7 separate regions of the Mus musculus genome follow, and regions 1, 2, 3, 4, 5 and 6 are each linked to region 7. Evidence: chromatin contacts called from public HiChIP or PLAC-seq and promoter capture Hi-C data. All regions are on one chromosome and are shown on one strand. The core of a region is the stretch at or near the end of the contact, and the rest is flanking DNA. Distances in the headings are between cores, read along the strand shown.

Region 1 (3,528 bases), core at 460-2,959, 840 kb after region 7:
CTCTCCCATTTGGTTGTTTTGAGAAAGGGTCCTGTTTTGTAGTCTAGATCCATTGGGACTTCAGATTCTCCTACCTCAGTCTGCCAAGTGCCAGTATTACAAGGTAGGTACCACCATATCTAGCTGAAGCACGTGACTTAAAAAATTTAAACTTATTGTATATATATTATATGCATATGTAATGTTATATATGTGTGTATGTATTGTATATATACCCATATACACACATGTATACACACATACATGAGTGGGTGCATGTATTCCAACTATAGCATGGATGCAGAGGTCAGAAGAAAACTTTTTGGCTATCTTCCTTCTATCATATAGGTTCCAGGGATAGAACTCAGATCGTCAGGTTTCTCAGCAAGATACTTTATCTGATGAGCCATCTAGATTGCTCAAGCATGCTGCTTTTATTAACTTTCTGTCTTGAATTTTTTTTTGTGTGTGGGGGGTTCGAGACAGGGTTTCTCTGTGCAGTTCTGGCTGTCCTGGAACTCACTCTGTAGACCAGGCTGGCCTCGAACTCAGAAATCCGCCTGCCTCTGCCTTCCCAGTGCTGGGATTAAAGGCGTGCGCCACCACCGCCCGGCTTGTCTTGAATTTTTATGTCTGTGGATATTCAATGTCAGCCGAGGCCTGAAGAGGGCGAGCATTAGCTCCCCTGAGACTGGAGTGAAAGCGGGTTGTGAGCTGCTGGAAATTGACCACAGCTCCACAGCAGCCAGCGTTCTTTGGCGGTTGAGCCAACTCTCCAGTTTAGGTTTTATTGTTTTGTTTTGGTTACAGTGTTTCACTGTGTAACCTTGGCTGTCCGGAATTAAATAAATGTGATGGTTTTGTGCATAACTCCTGGCTCGCCTGTCCACCTTCAGTTCTTCTTCTTCTTCTTCCTCTTCTTCTTTTTTTTTTTAAGATTTATTTATTTATTTATTATATGTAAGTACACAGTAGCTGTCCTCAGATACTCCAGAAGAGGGCATCAGATTTCGTCATGGATGGTTGTGAGTCACCATGTGGATGCTGGGATTTGAACTCAGGACCTTCGGAAGAGCAGTAGGCGCTTTTAACCACTGAGCCATCTCACCAGCTCCCGCCTTCAGTCTTAAATCCGTATTAAAGTGTCTTTCATTGTAAGCATGGTGGCACACGCCTTTAATTTCAGTACCAGGGAGGCAGAGGCAGACATGGGCTTATCTTTGTGAGTCTGAGATTTAGCCAGGCTACAAAGTAAGGCCTTATCACACAAACAAACAAACAAACAAACCAGATCATTAATAACACAATACTGTGCCGCGCTAAACTAACAAGTTTTGAGATTGTTTTGAGCATCGCCAGGAATTCGGATTTAACCTGAGTCTAGGTCCCTAAAAATCTAGGGGAACTCCTCAGAATGCCGAGGGTGGCGGTGTGAAGCCGAATCTCTGTCCCGTCACCTCTGACACCTCCGAGGGAAGTTTAGAGGACGGACGAGCCAACAGTTCACCCGATTCAGCTCTGGGTTAGGAGAAGCCGATTACTTTTCGACCTTCTCAAGATGGCGGCCGTACAGTCCGCGTAAACCACTTTGGCCACTCCGGAGATGGCGGCTCCAAGAGGCCGCCCTCAGAGCAGGCCCCTAAAGTCTCGCGTTAGGTGAGACTGACGCGCCAGTTCTCGCGAGAGAGCGCTCAGGCCAGCTAGGCGTTGTGTGATCCGCAGCTGGCGCGGAAGCTTCAGGTGGCAAGCGATCGGTGAGCGGGCGTGGGACGGCAGGCAGGGGCCGGAGCGGGGGTCGGGGCTGGCGGAGGTTCAGGACGTGTGCCGGCCGCAGCCAGGGCCGGGTGTGCTAGCTGCCATAGCCCGAACAACGCGGGTTCGCGACCGCCTGAACCAGGCTGCCGGAAGTGCGCCTGGGGATTTTCTCCCCCGGTTTACCTTGCGGGGAAACTGAGGCTTGGGGGTGGCGCTTTTGGTTCCGCGACGCCCTGAGGCCGCGGTCTTCCTCTGCAGCTGCGGAAGATGTCGGACAGCGAAGACAGCAACTTCTCCGAGGAGGAGGACAGCGAGCGCAGCAGCGAGGCGGAGGAGGCCGAGGTCGGTGCCTGGGATTCTTAGGGGAGACGTTGCGCCTGGGGACAGGGACAGGGGCAGGGCAGAGAGGGCCCTGGGGGAGCCGGGGACTCGGAACGGCTGGGGGGGAGGGTGGTTCCAGATTGTCGGGAGAGATGGACGAGTGTGCAAGTCAGCGTGGAGCGCAGGGGCAGCGTCCAGAAGGTGGGGGTGCGCCAGGTCCACGGTTGGCTTTCATCTGATTTGTTTCTTTCGGTTTACTTTTTATCACTTGCGATGCTAGGATTGAGTTCAGGGCCCTGCTAGGTGGACAGCCCCAGCTCTTAGGATTCTTTCGTGTTTGTGTTTTTAGGTATCCCCAGTTGTTCCAGAAGTGTGTATGTATTGCCTACTGTGTGCCAGCCTGTACAAGTCTTTGTCCTTGGGCTCCTGCTAACAGATTTTAAAATGTAAATCGACAACTGATGGGTGAATGTGAATTTGCTACTGTGAATAAATATAGCCAGTAAATATGAGAGACTCCCAGGTTCAGCATCCTAGTGTGAAAATCCAGATGATTTTGTAACTTTTCTAGTCTTCTGTCGATGCTACGAATGGAAAATTCCACATATGACAGGTCAAAGTCAACACTAGTGCACTAAAAATACTGTGTTAAATGACTGTGCACAGTATATATGAAAGATATATGAATTTCATGTATTGTCCCGTTCCAAGGTACCTTATTGTGTATGTGCAAATAATCCAAAAATCCTCCAAGATCTGAAATATGTATACTTTGGATTTTATTTGTTTTGTTTTGTTTTCTTTTCTTTTTTTCTTTTTTGGTTTTTCGAGACAGGGTTTCTCTGTGTAGCCCTGGCTGTCCTGGAACTCACTCTGTAGATCAGGCTGGCCTTGAACTCAGATCTGCTTGCCTCTGCCTCCTGAGAGCTGCCTTTGTTTTTCCTTTACCTCCCAAGTGATGAGATTCCTGAGATGACAGCACGGACAGCCTAAAATAGGAAATCTCATCACATCTTGTCTCAAGCTGTGAATTAAGGATACGTGGCCTGAGATAACTCTTTCTAGTACTCTGGTGAAAAATCCAAGCACAAAAAGGGAGTAGAGGGTCCTAGCTGCACTTTGAAGCCATCAGAATAAGTCAGAGTGACATTTGAATGGGAACTTACCGGAAGAGAGGGGGTAAATCATGTGGTTGTCTGTCTTTCTTTCTTTCTTTCTTTCTTTCTTTCTTTCCTTCTTTTTCTTTCTCTTTTTGAGATAGGATCTCACTATGTGTAACCTTAGTTGGCCTAAAACTAGCTATGTAGACCAGGCTGGCAAACGCATAAAGATCTACCTGCCTTTGCCTGCCAAATGCTGGGACTAAAGATGTGTCCCACCATGCCTGACCCTTCCCCCTTCTTTTAATTATGGGGATAGAACTCAGGGCTCTGTACACATTAAGTATGAACTCTGCCACTGAGCTATGCTTTA
Region 2 (3,747 bases), core at 220-2,719, 680 kb before region 7:
CTTTTAATTTGAGCATCAAATCCATTCTTTATAAATGTATCCAGTATTGGAAAACATCTATTACAAATTACACATTTTCATTACTCTCAAAATATAAACATCAAATGCCATTGAGTTAATGCATGCCTTTAACCCAGAACTTGGAAGGAAGAGGACGATGGGTCTTTATGATTTCAAGGCCAGTGTGTACTACATAAAGAGGTTCAAACCAGGCAGAGACCTGCCTCAAAAATAAGTAAATAGGAATAAATAAATTGCCTTGTTCCTCCATTATAAGAGAAGACTTGGGTAGGAGACAGTCACAAAAACAACAATAAAGTAAAACAAAGATCGTTTTCTGACATGATAAAGGCTGTTGAGGAGACAAATATCTGCTTACCTCAAACTTCCCTTCTAGATGGACAATGGCCATTTTTCCTCTTCTGTGTTGTACTTTGAGAATAAAAAAGTTAAATGAGATGCTATGTTGTTCTTGCCATATACTCTGAATTAGAGACAACCTCTTCCTCCGTCCCCACAGAGGGGTTAAGTCTTTACATTCTGGGAGTAATTGGGGAGAGACAAAGTCACAAGCAACTCAGGATCCTTTGGTAGATTCATGGTGGGGACCCCCCATGAATTCCAACAAAATTTCACCGTTGTACCCTACCACATCAGGGAAGGATCACAGGTAGAAACAAGAAAATTTCCACAGTCACATTGCTAGTGTCACAATTTACACTGTCAGAGCTACACCGTTGGAGCACTAACTCGTATATAGGACCCAAGCATGTACAATAACCAAACATTCTGTCAGGGACAAATACTGTCAGCGACATTCTTTTACAAGGGTGAACTTCTACTTTCTTTACAATCATGAGTACAGCACACAGCATCCTACAGTCACACACATACACACACGTACACACATAAACACACACGCATACATTCATACACACGCACTCACACAGTCACCCAAATGGGAGAACACTATAAAAGTCACAGGCGACGGAAACAAGCAATCGTAATCTCAGTGACACTATCACACATGTCTTCCGAGGCAAGCCAGTTATGCACAGGATACCAGGTACATCAACAACCTCAGAGTGACATAAACATCTAAATACCTCGCTATAACAGCACCGTTTCTCCACCATACACGTGGGCCGACACCATCAGTCCCAGAAACATCTCTAGTGAGATAAGCAACAATCACACACACCCTTGTGTGTCACAACTCATTCACACACAGCACGCCAACCACAAACCAAGGGTCGCAACAGGCTCCAAAAGCACAGGCTTGTGGCGTATACACGGGAGACACCGCCACCTAATGCCACAGACACGTCCTCCAGACGTTCCTCAGCACGCTCACCTCCGAGGGAAGCTCAGGGTCCCGCCTCCTGCGCCGGGCTCCACTACAGGCAGCCTGCTCTATGGGATGCTTAGGAGATCCTCCAGACACAACCCTCTCGTGACGCAAGTACCCCGAACTCTCGCCAGGAAACGGAAACGGCGTTCTGCTCCCGGTGGCTCTGGGAAATGTAGTCCAATGGCTGGGGCCAATGCCTGCCCCCCCCTCCCTCCCCTCCACCTTCTCTCTCACCCCTCCCTCTTTCCCTTCCACCTCTCCCCTCCCTTCCCCCTCTCTCCTTCCAAACCGCTCCTCTTTCCTCCCTCTCTCCCCCCAATCGCAATATTTGTGAGGTGATTTATACCTGTGGTAATGAGATTTTATACCACATGTGGGGTTGCTCAACAGAGATTCAGCCACTGTAGTTTGTTTGTGAAGGGTCACTACATATTTCTGGAATAATTGACTAGTTGCTCATGATGATCTGTGTTATCTTTCACCTGTATCCACTTCCAAACGACTTTCAAAGAACCCTTAAGTTTCCACTTCATTGGTTTGAAGGAGAATGGCCCCCACAGGCTCATATATTTGGATGTTGGTTCTCAGTTAGGAGATGTGGCCTTGTTGCAGGGGTGTACCTCTGTAGGTGGGCTTTGAGGGTTCAAGCCCAAGTGAGGCCTTAGAATCAGATGTGAGTTCTCACCTACTTGCTCTAGGGCAGAGCCTGCCTGATGCCATATTTCCTACCATGTTGACCACAGACTCACCCTCTGAAACTGTCTGCAAGCCTCTAATTAAAAGTGTTTTTTTCTTTTTTTCAGCCAGGCAGGGCTGACACACTCCTTTGATCCTAACACTTGGGAGGCAGAGGCCAGCAGATCTCTAAATTCAAGGCCAGTCTGGTCTACAGAGCAAGTTCTAGGAGAGCCAGGGCAATACAGAGAAACTCTGTCTTGAAAAAACAAAAGTATTTTTTCCTCCCAGAGGCAGAGTTAGGTGAATCTCTGAATTTGAGGCCAGTCTGGTCTATAGAACAAAGTCTAGGATACTCAGGGTTACACAGAAAGACTCTGTCTCTCTCATTCATATATATATATATATTTTTTTTTCCAGTAAGCTTGTATTTTTCAAAACCAACTTAAGTGTGCTTAAATGCTTTAACCTCCCTTCTAGCCTACCACCCACCAGAGGCAGTGGAAAGGAAAGGTTAATAGGGCAGAGGAGGATGTGGGCTGTTTAGAAATAGTTCTTTGGGGCAATCCCAGTCTTTGTTGTCAGGATAGCAGCAGGCAGTTCAATTCACAGGAATCAGCAGTGGTAGCTCGACTCACTTGTAAGCAATATTCACGAATCAGCCATAGCAGTGGCTTGCGTCCATCCAGAAGAAACCTCAAGGCTCTTCCAAATTGGCCAGAGTCCACAGAAGCAGCAAGAAGCCACTGGAATGCCACCGGAAGTTCTTTGGTGTGTTTCTCTCTACGAAATCACAACAAACGGTGACTAGCAAAGAATAGCAAGATGACCCACTGTCACCCAACACCTATGTCTGTTGGGTTATACTTATACCCTTTTCAAACATCACATGTTCTCTCAAGCATCTGCTAACAAAACATCACATGCCTTCTTTCCAAGTAGCTTCCAGAAAAACACCACGTGTCTGTTCTCAGCAAAACAACTTCCCACATGTCTGCTTCAGCACAACCATAAGACAGTTTCCAGAAAACTATCCATGTCACAAAGAGACCAGAACTTTCCACTTCATTTTCCTGTGTTGCCTTAGTCATGGGGTCTTCTCACAGCAATAGGAGAGTATCTAAGACAAATGCAGTGCCTACCTCGGGAAGGAACTGCTACAGGAATGGAGGCCAAAGGGAAGCTCAGCTTTACCTAGAATGTGGAGCAAGTTTTCTACAAGAAGAAGAAATCTACACATTATCTTGGTAATGAAAAATAAATAGTGAAGACACATTCAAAGTGGGCATTAAGAAGACTGTGTATAATGGCAAAATTTTCAGGATTTGACAAAATAAGAATTTGGCACACAGGTGAATATGGAAGAAATTGACTCTAATGCCAGGAAAGGAATGACAAGGATGAGAACAAGCAGGGAAAGAGGGAGGAGTCCTTCTTCCATGTCCTTAATGTAGGTTTCCAGGTGTGGCCCTAATTAGAGGCAGATCTTTCCACCCCAAAAGATCTGGATTAAAGGTGGGTCTTCCTACCTCAAAGGTCCAGATAAGAAGTAGACCCCCCTCATCAAATGATTTAATTAAGAAAAAAATCCCTCACAGGTGTGCTCGTTTTGGAGTTTTATTTAACTTGAGATGCAGTCAAGTTGTCAACTAAAATATCCATAATAGATGCTTGTAAAACAAATAAAACAATAACTATATTTAGAGACAATATTCAAGGCT
Region 3 (3,951 bases), core at 846-3,345, 900 kb after region 7:
GTGAGTTCAAGGCTAGCCTGGTCTACCCATTTAGCAGGTTCTAGACCAGCCAGAGCTACAAAGAGAGACCCTATTTCCAACAACAAAAAATAAGACTGGAGACATGACTCAGTGGAGTGGGTTCAGTTCCCAGAACCAACATCGGGGCTCACAGCTGCCTGAAACTGTAGTTCTGGGAGACCCAACACCCTCTTCTGGTCTCCTCAGTCTCTTGCATGGACACGGTACACACGTATGCATGCAGGCTCACACACATACACATAAATCTTTAAAACAACCAAAAGGAAACATTTTCAAACAACCCAGATGTCCAGAAGACAACTAGTTCATTAAATATGTTGATACAGACTTAAATAGTAGTCATTAAAAAAAAAAACCTATATAGAATTACTTCCATGATAACTGAACATATCAAACCTCAGATGCTGATATATGTACGTACTATGTAGATTTGTTTACATTGCACGTGGATGTGCACCAGTGGTGCTTGGAGGAAATGGGTGTGGATTCTTCCACCTTCACCTCTTGGGTCCAGGGATCAAATTCAGTAATAAGGCTTAGCAGCAGACACCTTTAACCACTGAGCCAAAACCCTACCCTACCTTGATTCAGAAGGAATGGGAGCAGGGCAAGAAGGCTTGGGGTCCATCCTCAGCACCCAAGATTGGGGGATAACTAGACTGGTACCAGTTCATATATGCCTTATAAAATCTGTTTGAAAAACCCTACAGAAAACACAAATCTGTATGGATACCTATTTTCAATTTGGCAGATAAGTTTAACTTCCCATAGTATCTTTTGCAGAATTTGAGTCTTGTGTCTGTATTATTTAAATAATCACTCATCTATTTCCGCATGGTTACAACTACACAAGGTCTGGAAAAATATTCATCTCACAACACATACATGGTTTTCCCTATCTGAATATTTACAACTCGTCTACAGAACATCAAACACAAGAAGTAACGATACATGGATCTTGTCAGCTGACGATGGGACGACCCTCAATTCTGAAATGTCCAAGTGGTTTACAGCTTTCTTCTTACTCAGTAAAACCCGGGAGGAACAGAATCTAGCAAGCACATCCCCTGGTTTCTTCCCGCATCTCCGCTGATTTCTATGGTCTTTTTCATTGATATTTCTTAGACTTCATCTTTGCAAAACCATCGTCCTTCGCAGTGAAGCAACCATGATTTTCAACAAATGCAGGGGAGGGAAAGATTGCTGACAGTCACAAGGTGGAAGTCAGAAGAGTCCTCTTTGCTTGTCAGCCTCAAGCCTCAAGTGCCCTTCTCTCTCCCGGCCTGCTTCATTCCACCCTGCCCACGGCTGGATTCTGGCATGGATTCCCCACCTCATGACATTTGCCCAGACATCTGCCTTTGCCCTTGATTCTAGGAGTCACCTGACTTCCTGGCCACCAATCTTTTATTTTTATTTTTTATTTTTAAAAGACAGTCTCCTGTAGCCCAGGCTGGCCTCCAACTCGCTACATGGCGGAGGATGACCTTGAAGTCCGGTCCTCCGGCCTCCTTCCTCGGAGGTTATAGGTGAAGGCCACCCCTCAGTCGGCGTTGGGGCCGCGGGCGTCGGAGGCCGTGAGCGCCAGCATGAAGGCGCGGGCGTGCGAGTCCATCTGCGGGGGGTTGGCGTCGAAGGCCGCCTCCCTGGCCCTGCAGCCCTCCACGAACAGCCGGCGGCGCTCCTCGATTTCGTGGAGCAGCCTGGTGGGGATCAGGGGGTTGGTGTGCAGATAGTGTTGGAACATCCGCTGCTCGTACAGCTCTAGGAGGAGGAGCGGCGCGTGGACGTGCGGGATCGCCATCAGGCCCGCCACGCCGGGGAACTGCCCGGGAGCCAGGCCCGGGGCCGGCGCCATGGGCTGGGAGGCTGTGGCCAGCGGGTCTTCCTGGGCTTCGGGGACCGGACTGCCTCCGCCCAGTCCCACCTGCAGGACGTCGCCGACGCCGTTCATGGGGCTCAGGTCCGGGATCCTGCTCTCTCCGGGAAGCTCGGACATTGCCACCGTTGAATCCTCAGAAGCACCGGCTCCGGCGGCAGCGTGAAGATGTGCGCATGCGCGGGCCTCGGCGCCCTGGAAAACAAAAGTGCTTGCGCAAGGACGGGTGCCCGGACCTCTATCGCCCTCTAGGGGTGCCATGTGCCATTACCGCCACGGCCGCCTCAAGTTCTGAACCAGCAGGGGCGGCATCACATACTTTAATTTATTATTATTATTATTATTATTATTATTATTATTATTATTATTATTATTATTATTTTATTGCCTTGTTTGAGGCAGCGTCCATGTACATTTGGCTGGCCTGGAACTCATATATACACTCAGATCTGCCTGCTTCTGCCTCCAGAAAACTGGAATTAGCGGTGGTGGCGGCGCACGCCTTTAATACCAGCACTCCGGAGGCAGAAGCAGGTGGATCTCTGGAGCCAGATCCAGGACAGAGAAACCCCGTCTCAACAAACAAACAAACACATATATGGATGTTTTGTTACATATCTGTATATGTAAGCCATATGTGTGTCTGGATCCTAAGAAAATCTGAAGACGGTATCGGTAACTAGAGTTCCAGGGTGTTTGTGAACTGGGCTAGAGATAGCTCAGTGGCTGAGAACTTGCCTAGGGTGTAAGGTCTTGGGTTTGACCCCTATCTGAGAGACAGAGAAGAGAGAGAGGGGAGGGGGAAGGAAAGGTGGGGAGGGAGGAAGCAAGGTAGTTTTGAGCTACCACACAGGTTTTGGGAACTGAACCTGGGTTGTCTGAAAGAAAAAGTGCTTTTAATCTCCGGACTGTTTTTTAGTGTGTCTGTGTAAGTCGGAACCGTGCAGCTGTGGAGGTCAAGGTCAACGTCGTGGCCTTCTCTCCTTCCAACCTTATTGAACTCAAGGTGCTAGTCAGTTGTGCTCTACTCTGGCTTCTGTGTCACATTTAGCTTTGAGTGCGCACACGAGTTCGAGCCACGGCAGGTGTATGGAGATCAGAAGATAACTTTTAGGAGTCAGTTCCATCCTACCATGTGGACCCAAACTCAGGTTGTCAGGTTTGGCAAGTGAATGCCTCTACCTAGTGATCCATCTTGCTGGCATATTTTCTTCATTTTTGCTCGTTACGGTTGGTGTAGCCGTTTCTCTCGGCACTTCCATGCCTCTTTCCCCCACGCAGTGGCAGCACTTCCCTTACTTGAGTGTAATACACTGTTGAATCTCCTAGGGTGGCCACTGCCTGTCGATAATCTCAGAAAACAAGAGGGCTACCCGTGGTGGAGCACAGCTGCAATCCCAGTCTTTGGGAGGTAGAGGCAGGAAGATGAGATTATGTTCGTCCTGGGCTACTTGGCAAGTTCTAGGCCAGCCTGGGCTAATGTGAAAAGTGTGCTAAGAGTCTGAAATGCAGCTGTATCTCCGCCACGTAATCAACTCTGCACCTGCCTTCTCGTGCCTTTGAGGAACCCAGAGGCCACATGTCTCCAACCTGTCAATGCTGTCCCCAACACTCGCATCTGGAGCTCAAGCCTGTAACCCCAGCTACCTAGGTGTCCAATGCCGAAAAAGTTCAAGGGTAGCCTGGGCTACAGACTTCAAGGACAGTCTGGGCAACTAAGACCATGACTCAAAGTAAAAATAAGCCTAGGGTTAGAGGACCAGCGAGATGCTCAGCAGGTAATGCTGAGGATGTCTTCAGTTGCATCCCCTGGACCCACAGAGTGGGAGGAAGGCCAACTCCTGCAAGCTGTCTTCTGGCACTATGTATATACTGTGGGAGATGCACTCGTACTGCCTGGGAGTGTAGCTCAGTGGTGCTGCTCTGGGCTCAATCAGCACTTGAGGCTGAGGCAGGAGGAGCTCTGTGAGTTCAAGGTCACCCTGGTCTACATAGAGTTCTAATCCATCTAGGGCTACACACAGTGAGACCCTGTCATACACACAAAAAAG
Region 4 (3,928 bases), core at 1,312-3,811, 740 kb after region 7:
GGCAAAATACTCACGGACATAAAACAAATAAATGGCTCTTTAACATACTAGTGAAAATTCTGCAATAAAATAATATTATATCAACAAAAGTTTCTAGACTATGACTTCTTGGCTTCAAACACAGAGATCTTGAGCCCATAAAGAGAACTAGAGCCCAACAGTCCCCCAGTTTATAGGTCTGTCACCCCCTACCCATATTCCCCCACTCTACCCCTTCCCCCCATATACCTGGGCTGTCTCTCTGGCAATTCCAACTTAAGTTCTTCTGGGGAGATGTTCTGAGGCAGAGAGAAAGAGACAGGGAACAAACAAATGACTGTCATTTGGTTTATTAAATGATCACTTAAAAACATGCAGAGACATTTTGCTAAGAAGAAGTGCATGTGGACTCATTGAGATTTCTCAGAACCCTTATGGGAAGGTCTTATTATGCCCACTTTGACAGCTACAGAAACTGAGGTCCGGCAGTGTCAAGGGACTTGCCCCACATTGCACAAGATAGTAAATGCCAGAGTTCCGATTTGAATCTGCATTCCCATGGTAACCGCTTTAGTATACTTCCTTTTAGGGGGCCTAAGGGAGCTTAGCTCTTCCTGGTCAATACCCTTCTCTGCCAAACAGACTTAGCTCCAGCAGGAAGGAAGGAAGGCTGTTGCAGACGGCAAAGCCACAGTGGGAGGTTTATCCAGTTATATAGGGTTGCTAGTGGCTTTGGGCTACCTTATCTAAAATGAAAACTTTTTTTTTTTTTTTTAAGCTCTAGGACCTGGCTCTACAGGCAAGAGCTCTGTACAGTTGTCCTCCCAACCTTTTCTTTTTATTTAACTCCTGTGCTGGCTAGTTTGTGTCAACTTGACACAAGCTATAGTCATTCAAGGGGAGAGAACCGCTATTGAGAAATTGCCTCCATTAGATCAGATTTAGGTCAAGTCTATAGGGCACTTTTTTTTTTTTTTTTTTTTTTTTTTTGGTTTTTTTGAGACAGGGTTTCTCTGTATAGCCCTGGCTGTCCTGGAACTCACTCTGTAGACCAGGCTGGCCTCGAACTCAGAAATCCGCCTGCCTCTGCCTCCCGAGTGCTGGGATTAAAGGCATGCGCCACCACGCCCGGCTTATAGGGCACTTTCTTTAGTGATATAGGAACATAGCTCCATTGTGGGTATACCACTCCTGGGCTGGTGGCCCCGGGTACTATAAGAAAATAGTTTGACCACGCCACGAGAGGCCTGTGAGCAGCACTCTTCCATGGCCTCTGCATCAGCTCCTGCCTCCAGGTGCCAGTCACGTTTGAGTTCCTGCCCTGACTTTCCTCAGTGGATTGTGATTCAGGCTATGTAAGCCAAATAAACCCTTCTCTTCCTAACTTGCTTTTGGTCGTAGTGGTTCATCACAGCAATAGTGACCCTAACTGAAGCACCTGGCTTTTTTTTGCCCTCGAACTCACTCTGTAGACCAGGCTGGCCTCAAGCACACAGAGAAATCTGCCTGCTTCTATCTCTTGCATTGGGGTATTAAAAGTCAGTGCCACCACACCCAGCCTTATTTGGCTTTTTGATACAGGGTCTTGTGTAGTCCAGGCTAGCCTCCAACTTAACACTGTAGCCAAGAATGACCTTGAATCCTGGTCCCTCTCTCTGCACCCTTAGAGTGCCAGCATTAGAAAAGCATGTGTCACGGTGCCCTGTTTATGAGGTAGCTGATCCAACCCTGGCGCACCCTCCCAACTTTGTCCCCAGACATCTTCCTGTATTTGGAATGTCCAGAATCCCAGCCCCTCACCTGGAGTTCATCCTCCAGCACCACCATCTGCCGGTCTTTGTCCACTTTCACTGGGGAGGGATAGAACACAGATTACAGACCCCTCGCCATTCCAGGGGACACCAGCCCAGACTTCCCTGCCTTGCTGTTCCCCCCCCCCCGACAGCCCCCCCCCCCGTGCCACCCTTGAGAGGGCAGAGGTCACTGACTTATGATGGCGGCATTGTTGGTCTCTTTTCGGAAACGAAATTTCCTCAATGTTTCCTTTAGCTCCGGGTCCACTTCACACACCACCAGGGAGTCCGACTGCCAATGGGACAGGGAAGAGCTGAGCCGGCTTAGCTTCTAACCTGGCCCCTTTCCTGACCCAAGTATCTTCGTAAGTCAATGAAGACGCTGAAACTAGCCTAGATGAGTGGCCTTTGGCAAACACCTGGATAGGGAGGCAGTTACTAAGACACACAGTTCAGCTCCGAGGGACACACAGGGGCCAGGTACCACCTTCCTGGAGGATTCCCTTGGATTACTCCAAAAGACCTAAGCATCTGCTTGCCTGAGGCCTCTACCTCTACGACCAAGCTTTGTCAAGACTGGGTCCCTTCCCTTCCTGCCTGTGACCTTCATCCCCCATCTGACCTCCATCCAGGTCACCCTGAACTCGGCCCCCTCACCCTTCCTTGTCACCCAGGCCCTCTGACCATGTTTTTCTGTCCTTAGGCCTCTTCTCAGTTCCTCTGTCTTCTAGGGGTGGGGACCCCAGGCTGAGAGGGATGGGCTATGAAAGGGGGAAGCTTTCCTCTAACACCACATCCTGTTTATGCCTAGCCTAGGACAACTGTCACAAAGGGCTCCTCCCCTTCCTTCCTTCCCTGCATCTGTCAGAACCTGTGAGGCTTTTCAGTCACTAAGATGGGGGTTCGAATACTGCCTCACTGTGGCCCTAGTTAAATTTGCAACTCTGGTCTGGGATTGCTGTGAAGAGAAAAAAACTTCACCTATCTCCCAGATAGAGATGCCTAAAAAGAGGAAATAAGTCTGGTACTGTGGAAAACACGTTTATTCTTTATTTTCTTGTTTTTTCAAGACAGGGTCTCTCTGTATAGGTCCTCTCTTATAGACCAGGCTGGCGTTGAACTCAAAGATCAGCCCGTCTCTGTCTCCCAAGTGCTGGGATTAAAGTTTGCTGTCACCCACTGCTAAATTCAACCATTCTACTAACTCCATTCTCCCAGGTCCCACTGCCTCTAGAGCAGTGACAGGCTACATAGAGAAACCCTGTCTCAAAAATTAATAAATGCTACCATGAAAATGGTGGCCTATTGTTGGAGTGATGTTTTTGTATACTGTGTCAAGATGTGTCTCTGTCCTTCCTTGCCTACCTCAGGTGTCCTCTGATAGGTTAAAATAAAAAGCCTATGGCCTATAGCAAAAGGCAGAAGAGCAAGGTGGGACTTCTGGACAGAGAAAGCAACTCTGGAAAAGAATCAATCGTGGTAGACATGGAGGAAATGGACTGTATGAAACCGAGGAGAGGTAACAAGTCACATAGCAGAACTTAGATTAGTATAAATGGAATAATTGAGTTACAAGCTATTTGGGAACACGCCTAGCTTAAGGCCAAAGCTATTAAATAAATATAATGGTCTCTGTGTTATTTGGGAGCAAGGGTAGGCATAGAAAAGGCCCAAACAGTTACAGCTTATTATATGTATATATATATGTGTGTGTAATACATGTGTGTGTAATAAGTATGTATATGTAATAAGTATATATATGTAATATGTATGTTTATATATACATCTATATACTATTATATATGTGTATATAATATAATTATAAATATATAACTAAATATATTTAATTAAATCTATACAATTCAAATATAATTTTTTTTTAATTTTTAAATTTTTAAAATTTATTTTATTTATGTGAGTATACTGTAGCTGTCTTCAAACACACCAGAAGAGGGCATCAGATCTTATTATAGGTGGCTGTGAGCCACCATGTGGTTGCTGGGAATTGAACTCAGGACCTCTGAAAGAGCAGTCAGTGCTCTTAACTGCTGAGCCATCTCTCCAGCCCCCAATTTAAATATAATTGCAATGTTTATTAATTATATAACATAATACATAATATACATTGATAGATATAGATATCTTCCAGCAGTCAG
Region 5 (3,499 bases), core at 490-2,989, 580 kb after region 7:
CCCAGCGGGAATAATTTTTAAATTTATTTACTCTTCTTTCATACATTACTTCTCAACTGCAGTGTCCCATCCCTCCACTCCTTCCAGTTCTCCCCATAAATCGTTTTTTTAAGATATATATTTCAGACCATTCTTCCAGGCATGGTAAGGAGACACGTGCCTGTAATCCCAGTGCTAAAAGACTCTCTTAGTGCATCGGAGGCCTTGAGTTCAAGTGGACATAAGCTGAAGGGAGAGATAGGGATGATGGGGAGAAAAGAAGGCAAGCAGAGACCTGAACCGCAGCCCTTCATTCATTCTTGGTTTGCACATGTTAACAGAATGCCTGCGGTGTGCCTGGCAGTGTGCAGGTGAAGCACACAGGCAAGCATCATTTAAGTGAATCTTTGGAGGGTGGAATTACCTTTTAGTCAGCCACCCCTTTTATAAATATGTACTGAGCATTTACATACCAATAATATCAAGGCTCTGGCTACGAGCAAAAAGCATAGTTCAAGGTCAGCCTGGGCTACGTCCTGAGACCCTGTCTCACGAAACCAAAACCAGCCAGCCAAACACAAAACCACAGGCGGCAAAGGAAAGGAAGCTTTGCCAGAAGCTGGCAAAGGATTTAATAGCACAAGGTAGGACATTTTGCCCCTTAGAGAACATAATGTTTGAGGAAAAACCCAAAGGAACCCTGGGAGTCAGGAGGATGCTTAAAGAAGAGAATCTTCCAGACAGAAGAAAAAGCCCGTGAAAAGAACCAGAGAAAGCCTGTTTGGGAAAACCTGTAGCCTCAGTCTCCCAAGGGGCTCAGCTGGGGAAAGCATTTGCCTAGAATTCTCTAGGGCCGGGGACTTCCCTAGTACTACTGCTTGCCTGTCCTGTATAAAAGCCCTAAGTTCAGTGTCTGATACCCAAATAAACAAATAAAACCCTCAAAATCCTTGATGAGAAAGCATTTTTAAATTTTTCAGTAAGACCTAATGAACCCATAGGTGGAAGGGTGTATTAGTTTATGGGCTTTGTTTCCGCTGTGTTTTCCATTTTGATTAATTTAAAAACACTTAATTACACTTATCCCTCTATTTTATGTCTATGGCTCTCTTGTGGAGGCTACAGATCAACTCCTGGGAATCAGTTCTACCGTGTGGGTCCAGGAGATCAAACTTCAGGCTCGGCAACAAGCGCCTTCTATCCACTGATGCATCTCACACACTCGTGATTGACTGACTTAAAAAAAAAAAAACTTATTTAAAAGATTAAGATCAAATAGTGTCAGATTTCCAGATTCGGACAGAGCTTCATTCAAAACTTGCTTTCAGTAGTCATAAACCAACTAGCATCCTATTAGCTTGTTTACCTGTAAAATGGGTGTTACAACAACAGGGTTGTGTTAACAGTTTACAGCAGAACTAGTCGCGTGCTAACAAAGGCATAATAAGTGCTTAAGAACTGTTTCTGGCCTTTATGTTCTCGTATTCCACTTTACTTTTTTGGGAGCCCGTGGGACTCTGCCACGCGAAAGTCGTTATTTCCCCTTTAAGAGGCGGAGTGGGCGGGGAGTCAACGATCCCGCACCTTTTCAAAACTTCCCAATCTCTGCTCTTCATTCTCCACCTAGCGGTCTCCGATTGGGCCACTCGCACCAATCAGTGGTTTTAGGGAACCCTGCCCGGCTCGCTGCCCCGCCTCCGAGTAGGCCCCGCCCATCACCCGGTCAGCTCCGTTGCCATGGGGACTAGTGGGCGGCGAGGAGTAGGGGAGGCCCCGGATGTTCATTGGGGATTCAACATGGCGGCGGCAGTAGCCGCGGCGGCGGCGGCGCGAGACCGCTGAGGGCGGTACGCGGGCACAGAGTTCTGGGCCAGGCAGCTAGGCCGCGAGCGACCGCGGCGCCAAGCCGGTAGGTTAGGGGGTTACCGTGCAAGGGGTTTGTGGCTGGGGGCGGGTGGGTCTGGGCACGCGCCGTGGGAGAGCGGTTATTCGGAAGGGGGCGGGGCCGGTCGGGTCAAAGTTCACTCTTGGAGGGGAGGGTCGCGTGGAAAAGGGTCGCGGGCCCAAAAATGAGGGAAAGGGGAGGGGACTGTCGCGACCAGTGGTTAGACCGGTGGAGGGGGCGTGGCCGGGTTTGAAATTTGTGCAAAGTTTGGAATACTAAGTGGGGGCGCATAGGAGGGGCTCGGAACGGGTCTCATAAAAGGGGGCGCTCAGAGTAACTTAAGAAGAGGGTGTGTCTGTCAGGGCTGGAGGTCACAACCTAGAGAAGTGGGCGGCTGCCCGGTCAAAGATTTAAAAGCCTCAACCGGAGGAGGAGGAGGAGGTGCTTGAGTTTTAGGTTTTGGGGGGGTGTCTGAGACAGCCCTTAGGTAGAAGGTACGAAGATAAAAATCTGACGGGTGAAGATGTTCTGGGAGGGCCAGAAACTAAAAACTCAAGTGGGGCACGTGCGGTGAGGAGGGGGACCAGGGACATCTAACAGAGCCTTCGAAAGTGTGTCCTGGTGTGTGTGGTGGGAGGAGAAGGGGAGCCCCTTCCCACTGATAATGAAGGCCACACACTGATAAAACACTGATGATAGGCTGGGCTTCCCTCTCCGCGTTAAAGCTCTGTGTATGTACTCATTTAGCGCGCAGTACAGCATCACTGGAGCCAAAGCTGTTATTAAGAAGCTAAGTGATTTGCCCCAGGTCAGCTAATGAAGTAAGGTGAGCAGCTGGGATTCCAGCTCCGGAGCTCTGTCCCAGAGTGCTTCTGTCTCCTGCTGCCTTTCACAAAATCTTGGTGCTGGTAAATGTTTAACGAGAGAGCGCGAGCGAGAGAGCGCGAGCGAGAGAGCGCGAGCGAGCGAGCGCACCGTGTATGCCTGGTCTTGTTTCATCCCTTATCTTGTGAGATGGGTGAGTTGGGTGTTAGAGAACACCCCTGTTTTCCAGGTAGAAAAAGTAATGCCAAGAAAGCTTTGTTAAGAGAAAGGAGCTTTGGTCTGCTACCTGCCACAGGGTCCACTTCCCAGGAGGTCTGTTCCTGGAAGCCACTCCCTGGGTGGGAACAGAGTGTCTGTTTAGCCTCCTTGGAAGGGTGTGACCTGGGAGGGGAGGTTCCACTGGGCCTATGGGAGTGGCATGCTGGTGGGTGGCCCAGAGTCCAGTGAGCCTCTGATTGGGTGGGTGTGACCTTAGGCGCTCTCTATTCCTGACACCACAAGCTCTCCCTGTGGCCTTCAGTGGTTCCCAAACGCTTTACAGTTTGAGCCTTGGTCCTCCTTCCAGGGTTTTGACCTCCTGTCAGCCATCTTTCCACTTCTCTCACTCATGCTTAGCCAACCGTGGGCAGCTCTTGGCTTTGCTTTCTTTGGCCTCCATGGGAGAGCCCATTCTGCCTTCTCCCGGTTCTTGGGGCCATATGCACTCCTGCTGGATTCTGGGCGCTTCTGGAGCATCAGCTGGCCGCAGAGTGTCTGTGTGTGTGTGTGTGTGGGGGGGTGTCCTCAGATACTGTAGCAAGGGGACAAGAG
Region 6 (3,559 bases), core at 545-3,044, 940 kb before region 7:
GTACATTTATACAGGCAAAACACATGCACATGAAAATAAATAAATCTTTAAAAAGGAAACATAATTATATATGCATACTACATAAGTATTACTTACATATGATATGCTTATATCATATGTAATATATGTTATAGTTACATATACATGCTATGTATACATAGCATATATAACGTATTATATATTATTAATAGTTATTTCAGGAGCTGCTGCGTAACACATTTTAGTACTATAGATATGGACACAGAAAACAAATGAATCACTCGGGATCCCATTTGGTTAAGTACAGTCTCCAGTGCTGACTGCAACAGTGAATATTCTGGTGTCATGGTTATTTTAATTACCAGGAATGAGACTGGTCTTAGAAGTAAAAGCGTACTTTTAAAAATAATTTTAGGAACAGAAAAATCCACTTCCACAGATGTGCAGAACGTGGTATTTATGTGTGGAAAGTGCTACTCTTCCTGCAGGCTCCCATGCAACACCTTTCATCTCAAAACTTCCTATTTACCATCCTGATCCCAGGTTATTGGCCTCACCACGGGGAATTATGAAAATCTTACCTATTCCATTCCAACATTAGTATCTTTATATTTGCTAAGTTACTACTTCAAATTTTTCTCAAGCAGGCTTGCTGGTACTAATCTGATAATCAAATAGTACATAACTTCCAGGCTTGGTGGTGCACACACCACACGGAATCCCAGCAGTTGGGAGGTTAAAGTAGGGGGAATCACTGCCAAGTTTTAGGCCACCCTGTGCTACGAGAGAGTTCAGAGGCAACTTGGTATAGATAATGAACCTGTCTAAAAAAAAAATTACACATACGTGATCGCACAGCATACCTCAACCATTTAAATATTAACGGTACTACAAGCCAGGTGGTGGAGGCACATGCCTTTAAATCACAGCGGGGGGGCGGGGGGCGGGGGGGCGAGGGGGCGGGGGGGGGCGGGGGGAGAGGGCAGAGGGCAGGGGGCAGGGGGCAGAGGGCAGAGGGCAGAGACAGGTGAATCTCTGAGTTTGAGACCAGCCTGGTCTGCAAAGCGATTTCCAGGACAGCCTGTCTCGGGGGAAAAAAATCCCCCCCCAAAAAAATACACACACAAAATTATGAGAAATTACAGAAGAACACACACGTGTGCTTAGTGATAACCTTTCAAACATCCTTCAGAAAAATCAACCTACTGCTTCACATGTCATTCACGAGGACAGAACATGATAGAATTCCAGGCAAAATCACTCACAATCACGTTCACAAATCACTTTCAATTCTCCAATCTCCTACAGGAGTCATACCCAATCTAAAAATAGACGCAGGCCGCTATAACCCTAAGCAAAATCCCGCCATCCAGCTTTCACATCCAAGAAGATCGCGATCACTTTATGGCTCTCCCTCCCGCCCCCAAATAATCAGGATGAGCTGAGGGAGCCAAACCACAACATGCTCCCCACATCCTCACACGCAACGCTCGTGATGCCCAGGGACCTGTTCCCAGCGACAGAGTGTCCTCGAGTTTAACACGAAAACTACCCCTTCGGGTCACCGGCAGTCATCCTCGGTGTCACGCCCACGGGCCACACCCGAGGCCCTGTGCAGCCGTTGAGTGTCCCGGTCCCGCTTCCTTAACCTTCTTCCTCCCCAAAATTACCAGGCCTGGCTCGGCCTCTCGGTTTCCTCCCCGGTCTTCCCATCTGGATTCGATCTCTCGGTCGCCCTCCAGATCCGGAGCATCCACTGCGGTCCTCAGCCTCTCCCAACGTCTCGAACCGCCCCGCCTCCGCTCAGCCGTCTACGCCTGCGCACTCACGCCGGGGGCTCGCTCTCCCAGGAGCCTCCGGGGCGGCCCGTTAGTTGCCGCGCGCGCCTCTCCCTCGCCCCGCGCTTGCACCAGCGTCCCCTTGGCTGGGGCGGGTGGGAGTCAGCTGCCTGCTACGGTCTGTGGCCGCGCGCGGGAGTGCATGGCTGCGTCAGTGTGGGGTGTGCCCACAGGGGAGCTCTGAGACTGATTCTGATTAGGTTTGGGTGATTGAACGCGGACCGAGCGGTTTGCGATCCCATACTGTGACCAATTGATCTTGTGACAGCACTGTGCTTTGATCCTATTGGGACCGACGCAGCCCCCACCCCCTTTGACTTCTGAGTTTGGTAGAATTTCATTTTGACCACCCTAGGCTGAGAATTATGTCTTGTAACTGTCGAAAAGCGCGAGGGGTGGCCTCTGTTGCATTCTTGTTCAGTCTGTACGCAATGTCTTTCCCAAGGGTAATTCAGAGAACGCATAAGGTTTCTCTTCCTCCGACAGGGAGGTGAGGGTAAAGGGATGGCAATGAAAAGTTCCATGATTTCTTGGAATGTGTGCTGAGGTTTCTGTCACTGCCTCTGTCGCCTCACCGGTGACATTGCCAGACTACACAGCGTGGAGTGACTTGGCTATTAAGGAGAAAGTTGGTATTTGAAACCTAGAACGACGATTCAGGTTTAAAAACCACACAGCCTTGTATGGAGATCTCACAATGGGAGTCGTCGTCGTCGTCCCCCCCCCCCCCAGATTGAAGTGCAAGCGAAGATAGGATATTGAAGTTCTAAGGATAGGATTCCAAAGATTGTTTTAGAAGTTATGTGTCATTAATAATTTTCCAAGGATTTATATCCAATATGATGCATTAATCAGTTATTCCATAGACGAAGCCACACCGATTGATTCTATTTTGGACCAAATACTGTTCCATCTGAAAGTGCTACTTAATCTCAATTGTATGATTTTCTTGTGAAGGAAAACCCTACTATCAAAAAGGTTATTGTATTGATGAAATGCGATTTTTAAAATGTACTAGACTTTGTAGCTGATTCGCTCTGTTCTTAGTGCAGGACTCTGTCAATTTTTCAACCCATTTCCTCACGTTGTTCAAAATAGATTTCTTTCCCAATACTTTAGGAAAAAAAAAATTGCTAAGGCTGGCCAGTGGTGGCACATGCCTTTAATCCCAACACTTGGGAGGCAGAGGCAGGTGGATTTCTGAGTTCGAGGCCAGCCTGGTCTACAGAGTGAGTTCCAGGACAGCCAAGGCTACACAGAGAAACCCTGTCTCAAAAAACCAAAAACAAACAAAACAAAACAAAAACAAAAAGTGCTTTAAATATATACAGGTTTTACTATGGTCACCCGTCCCCCCACCCCCACCCCCGATTTAGTAGTTTCACTGAGAAAAATATTTAATAACACAAGTTGTCCTAAATATTTAAACTTTTAACCCTATAAATATTGTTTGGCACCAAACTGCTATGCCCAAACATGAGGACCAGAGTTCAATCCTAGACCCACAGAGAAAGTTGTATATGACATGGTGCCTATAACCCCAGTGCTGGAAGGGCAGACAAGAATATCCCTGTGTTTCACTAACCAGCCAGCCTAGCTGAGTCTCCAAGATGCGGTGACAGACCCTGTCTCAAAACCCCAGGATGAACAGCTCCAGAAATGTGGCACCCAAGATTGCTTTCCAGCCTGCAGTCTAAGTCTCTCTCTCTCTCTCTCTCTCTCTCTCTCTCTCTCCCCCTCCC
Region 7 (3,645 bases), core at 64-2,563:
CTACTACTATACCCCAACCCCAACCCCGACCCCTTGTGACTGTTGTACTGGGCTTGCAGGTGTCTACCAGCTTCTTTATAGCCCTGGTTGTCTTCTACATCCTGTTCTGCCTCGTGTGGCCTCACATAGTGAAGGCCTGGGTCTCATTTCGCTGGAAGATTCACAACATGATGGCACCAGAGACCTATTCATCTTCCTCCTCTTCTGGGGGCTTCACCCTCCATTCTCACAGCTCAGAGGGAAGTTTTGAGGGTCCCTCCAGACCAGGTACCAAAGAGGACAATGTTCAAGCTAAGAGAGCAAAGGTGGCCTGAGTCCCTGGTCTGTACTCTTCCTCATGAACCCTTAGGCCTCTCCTCATGGGAATGCAGCCTGCCACCTCCCCAGGACTTTCTGGTTGGCTAGAATGCTCATGTCTCATTCAGACCCTAATAAAGCCTCCTTGCAGAATCAGTCCCGAGTCCTCAGAAAGGCTCACGTCCGCTTGGTTTGTACCAGCACAGCTGTAGTTAACTGTCAGAATGATGTCAGAATCTTTTATTTTCAAGATGGCACAGCAGATAAAGGAGCTCTCAAGCCTGACAACCTGGGTTTGATCCCCAGGCCTCATGAGATCTAAAGAGAGAGCCGACTCTGTGAAGCTGTCCTCTGACCTCAACATGGGCACATGCACGCACACACACACACACACACACACACACACACACGCATGCCTGTAGGCCAGGCTGGCCTGGAACTCAGAGATCCGCCTGCCTCTGCATCCCAAGTGCTGGGATTAAAAGCGTGAACCACAAAGCTCGGTCTGTAATTCTATTTTAATTTCAAAAATAAGAAAAAAATGGAATAAGAGAAAATAAGAGAAATGGCTCAGTGGTTAAGAGCACTGACTGCTCTTCCAGAAGCCCTGACTAAAATTCCCAGCAACCACATGGTGGCTCACAACCATCCATAAAGGGATCAAATACCCTCTTCTGGGGTGTCTGAAGACAGCCACAGTGTACTTATATACATAAAATGAATAAATAAATCTTTTTAAAGAGTCTGAAAAAAACGTGGAAGAATGATGCTCTGATAAACACGAACGCCTAATCTTAAATCTCACCTGCTAGTCCTCTCTCAGCCTGCCTATGTAGTGACACCTGACAAGTTTTCCAAATGGCTCCACATCGCCACCCCTTGACGTAGAGGCGGTACCCTTAAGATGGACATTCCACAGGCCGAAGCCAGCGAGGGTGGCCATGGTGACTACAGGTGGGCGGGACATTGTGGGCATTGTTTTCAGTTGGAGCGAACGGACTTCCGTTCGCCATTTTGAATGACAGCAGAGGCGGAGCTGCGGCATGTTCATTAAGGGTCGGGCTGCGAAGACACCCCGAGGAGAGCCGCGGCGCTCCTCCCGCGGGGGGCGGAAACTGGCAGTGGTAGCTCCGCCTCCAGTTTTGGGCTCCACCTCCCGGCCTCATTTCCGCCGGGAGTCCATTGCCCGGCGTCGCTGCCGTAAGTCGGGTCGGCGGCTTGCCGCATCACGGAAGATGGCGGCCACAGCGGCTACGGTGAACGGGTCGACCACCGTCTCGAGCTCCGGACCCGCGGCCACCTCGGTCGGGATCCTGCAGGCAGCGGCCGGCATGTACGAGCAACTCAAGGACGAGTGGAACCGGAAGAACCCGAACCTTAGTAAATGTGGAGAAGAACTGGGCCGCCTGAAGGTAAGAGGTCGCCGGGTCCTAGATGCCTAATGCCTGGGGGAAGGTGACAGACGGGAGATCGAGGCTGGTAGAGCGGGCCCTGAGGTGTCGTTAAGGGAGTGATGATGGAAAGATTGGTTCTGGCAGAATCGAATGAGATGGTTCGAGCTTTGTTACTTGGAGGGAGGCAGGAAGGAGTGGGATCAGTGACAAACGGGGAGATAGTGAAAAGAATAAGTCTGAGGTGACGGGACGTTGAGGGAATGTGTGGCAAATAAAGCCCAGGTAAGCTGTGAGGGAGCAGAGGTTAGGAAACACCTGTGTGAAGAGGGGCAACAGGAACAGTTTGAAGCCAAAAACGAACCTAGAAGAGCACACGTTTCGGTTGTAAACACACTCAGGCGGATAGAAGGCCAGTCTGGTCTTCAATAGCGAGTTTGAGGAGGCTGGGCTACATAGACTTCGTCTCAAAATATATATATAATAATAATAAGTAAACAACAACAAAATATGTGTTAGGTTCCCAAGTTTACTAAGGAATGGTGTCTGGGATGGACTGGGGGGGGAGGGAAAAGGAATGCCCCACATTCCTTGTTACCCCTTCTCGGGCACACTGTGGTGGAGGTCTTCCCAGACCTGCATATAATGGCTGAACACGATGTCCCACACTTGTAATCCTAGCACTCGAGAGGCTCACACCAGGCTCTCCAGTTCTAGACTAGATTGGCCTGCCTGGGGAGATGCTGTCTTAAACAAGAGAGAAACCTAAAACAAGCTAAATATAGCAACAGGAAGAATTGAGGTCATGGGCGTCTCCCTACCCCATGATCCCCCTGGGTCAGGCACCAAGTGCCTCGTGTTTCTCAGTGGAGTTACTAATATTTGTAAGATGAGGTAATCCAATTGGTACGCTCCGTGTTCTTGGGCCCTTTGGTGTTTGCTTTACAAGGTCTGACTCCACTAATATTCATGGCAGTTGTGTGGGTTAGGATGCATGCAAGCTTTTCCAAGTAGGAACATAAAAGTCCAGAGAACGTAAGTAATCTATATTTGAAATCTCGTCCTCATTCCTTCCCCCTCAGTTGGTTCTGCTTGAGCTCAATTTCCTGCCAACCACGGGGACCAAACTGACTAAACAGCAACTCATTCTGGCCCGTGAGTGTCACTAGGGTTGGTGGAGGGTGATGGGCCTGGGGTCATTGTAGGAATGACTGGGGTGGTGATCCCAGGAGGGATTCCAGCCACCACCTGAGAGCCCCTGTCCCCTTACCTACAGGTGACATTCTGGAGATCGGGGCCCAGTGGAGCATCCTGTGCAAAGACATTCCCTCCTTCGAGCGCTACATGGCCCAACTCAAATGCTACTACTTTGATTACAAGTGAGGTTGGGCCCTCTAGGGAGGGGACTGGAGCAGGAGTGGGTAGTTCCTTGTGTATCTGGCGTCCTCCGTTGCCTTCTTCGCCTGAGAACCATTGCCGTTCTCAGCTCTGTCCCCAGAAGCTGGAGGGCCAGAAGATTAGAGATCTTGAGACTGGGTTTATGTAGTCTGGTTCTGTACGTTTCTAAACAGTTTGATTTTATTTGTGTATTTCCATGTATATGGGTGCTCTGTCTGCTTGTATGTCTGAACACCAGAGGAATGCGTGGGATCCTATTACAGATGGTTGTGAGCTGCTACATGGGTGCTGGGAATTGAACTCAGGACTTCTGAAAGTGCAGAGCTCTTCAAGCATCTAGTGCTCTTAACTGCTGAGCCATCTCTTCAGCCCCTCCATCCAATCTGTTTTCCCTTATCTAGTCCCACACTATGTCCCCTGTACCCAGTGTGGCTCTGAGTTACCCCTTCATTTTCCCTCTAGCTGGCATGTCTACAACAGCCAATAGGATGCTGCTTTGCTTCACAAAGTGCTGGTTGTTTTATTTTGTTTGAGACTGGGTTCAAGGTGGTCCACCTGT

What was found. Promoter capture Hi-C pulls out the DNA fragments that hold promoters and counts their contacts. HiChIP or PLAC-seq counts read pairs in DNA pulled down with a chosen protein or histone mark. Capture Hi-C pulls out chosen DNA fragments and counts their contacts.
Region 1: a contact with region 7 is called in a promoter capture Hi-C map of pre-B cells. The contact joins the promoter of Supt5 here to the promoter of Psmd8 in region 7. A contact is called at or near these places in 6 of 39 promoter capture datasets (the C10 cell line, erythroid cells, hematopoietic stem and progenitor cells and 2 more), 1 of 484 Hi-C or Micro-C datasets (B cells) and 1 of 9 other capture datasets (liver).
Region 2: a promoter capture Hi-C map of liver shows a contact between it and region 7, with 2.4 times the contacts expected there. The contact joins the promoter of Zfp420 here to the promoter of Psmd8 in region 7. A contact is called at or near these places in 3 of 39 promoter capture datasets (hippocampal neurons and liver) and 1 of 115 datasets of contacts at active chromatin or transcription factors (pancreatic cancer cells).
Region 3: a promoter capture Hi-C map of pre-B cells shows a contact between it and region 7, with 2.5 times the contacts expected there. The contact joins the promoter of Eid2b here to the promoter of Psmd8 in region 7. A contact is called at or near these places in 2 of 39 promoter capture datasets (liver and pre-B cells).
Region 4: a promoter capture Hi-C map of liver shows a contact between it and region 7, with 2.7 times the contacts expected there. The contact joins the promoter of Gmfg here to the promoter of Psmd8 in region 7. A contact is called at or near these places in 3 of 39 promoter capture datasets (erythroid cells, hippocampal neurons and pre-B cells), 1 of 484 Hi-C or Micro-C datasets (CD4 T cells), 3 of 115 datasets of contacts at active chromatin or transcription factors (large pre-B cells, memory CD8 T cells and pancreatic cancer cells) and 2 of 9 other capture datasets (adipose tissue and liver).
Region 5: a promoter capture Hi-C map of pre-B cells shows a contact between it and region 7, with 2.8 times the contacts expected there. The contact joins the promoter of Pak4 here to the promoter of Psmd8 in region 7. A contact is called at or near these places in 3 of 39 promoter capture datasets (fetal liver, liver and pre-B cells), 1 of 484 Hi-C or Micro-C datasets (embryonic stem cells), 2 of 115 datasets of contacts at active chromatin or transcription factors (memory CD8 T cells and pancreatic cancer cells) and 1 of 9 other capture datasets (adipose tissue).
Region 6: an H3K4me3 HiChIP or PLAC-seq map of bone marrow-derived macrophages shows a contact between it and region 7, with 4 times the contacts expected there. The contact joins the promoter of Zfp382 here to the promoter of Psmd8 in region 7. A contact is called at or near these places in 1 of 39 promoter capture datasets (stem cell-derived epiblast-like cells) and 1 of 115 datasets of contacts at active chromatin or transcription factors (bone marrow-derived macrophages).

The regions. Positions count from the first base shown.
Region 1 is chr7:28,336,900-28,340,427 of GRCm38.p6, reverse strand. It overlaps Supt5 (suppressor of Ty 5, DSIF elongation factor subunit), which reads left to right and starts at 1,709. Exons shown (of 30, transcript NM_013676.1): 1 at 1,709-1,733; 2 at 1,993-2,076. The coding sequence starts at 2,002.
Region 2 is chr7:29,857,701-29,861,447 of GRCm38.p6, reverse strand. Zfp420 (zinc finger protein 420) reads right to left here and starts at 1,469. Exons shown (of 4, transcript NM_172740.2): 1 at 1,355-1,469; 2 at 380-432.
Region 3 is chr7:28,275,850-28,279,800 of GRCm38.p6, reverse strand. Eid2b (EP300 interacting inhibitor of differentiation 2B) reads right to left here and starts at 2,095. Exons shown (of 1, transcript NM_001177427.1): 1 at 1-2,095. The coding sequence starts at 2,020. The coding sequence ends at 1,565.
Region 4 is chr7:28,439,570-28,443,497 of GRCm38.p6, reverse strand. It overlaps Gmfg (glia maturation factor, gamma), which reads right to left and starts at 2,561. Exons shown (of 7, transcript NM_001039192.2): 1 at 2,457-2,561; 2 at 1,968-2,064; 3 at 1,780-1,829; 4 at 229-278. The coding sequence starts at 2,459.
Region 5 is chr7:28,596,424-28,599,922 of GRCm38.p6, reverse strand. Pak4 (p21 (RAC1) activated kinase 4) reads left to right here and starts at 1,739. Exons shown (of 10, transcript NM_027470.3): 1 at 1,739-1,888.
Region 6 is chr7:30,120,167-30,123,725 of GRCm38.p6, reverse strand. Zfp382 (zinc finger protein 382) reads right to left here and starts at 1,794. Exons shown (of 5, transcript NM_001081007.2): 1 at 1,650-1,794. The coding sequence starts at 1,692.
Region 7 is chr7:29,178,341-29,181,985 of GRCm38.p6, reverse strand. It overlaps Psmd8 (proteasome (prosome, macropain) 26S subunit, non-ATPase, 8), which reads left to right and starts at 1,313. Exons shown (of 7, transcript NM_026545.3): 1 at 1,313-1,709; 2 at 2,771-2,843; 3 at 2,965-3,067. The coding sequence starts at 1,341. It overlaps Catsperg1 (cation channel sperm associated auxiliary subunit gamma 1), which reads left to right. Exons shown (of 28, transcript NM_001368407.1): 28 at 60-454. The coding sequence ends at 314.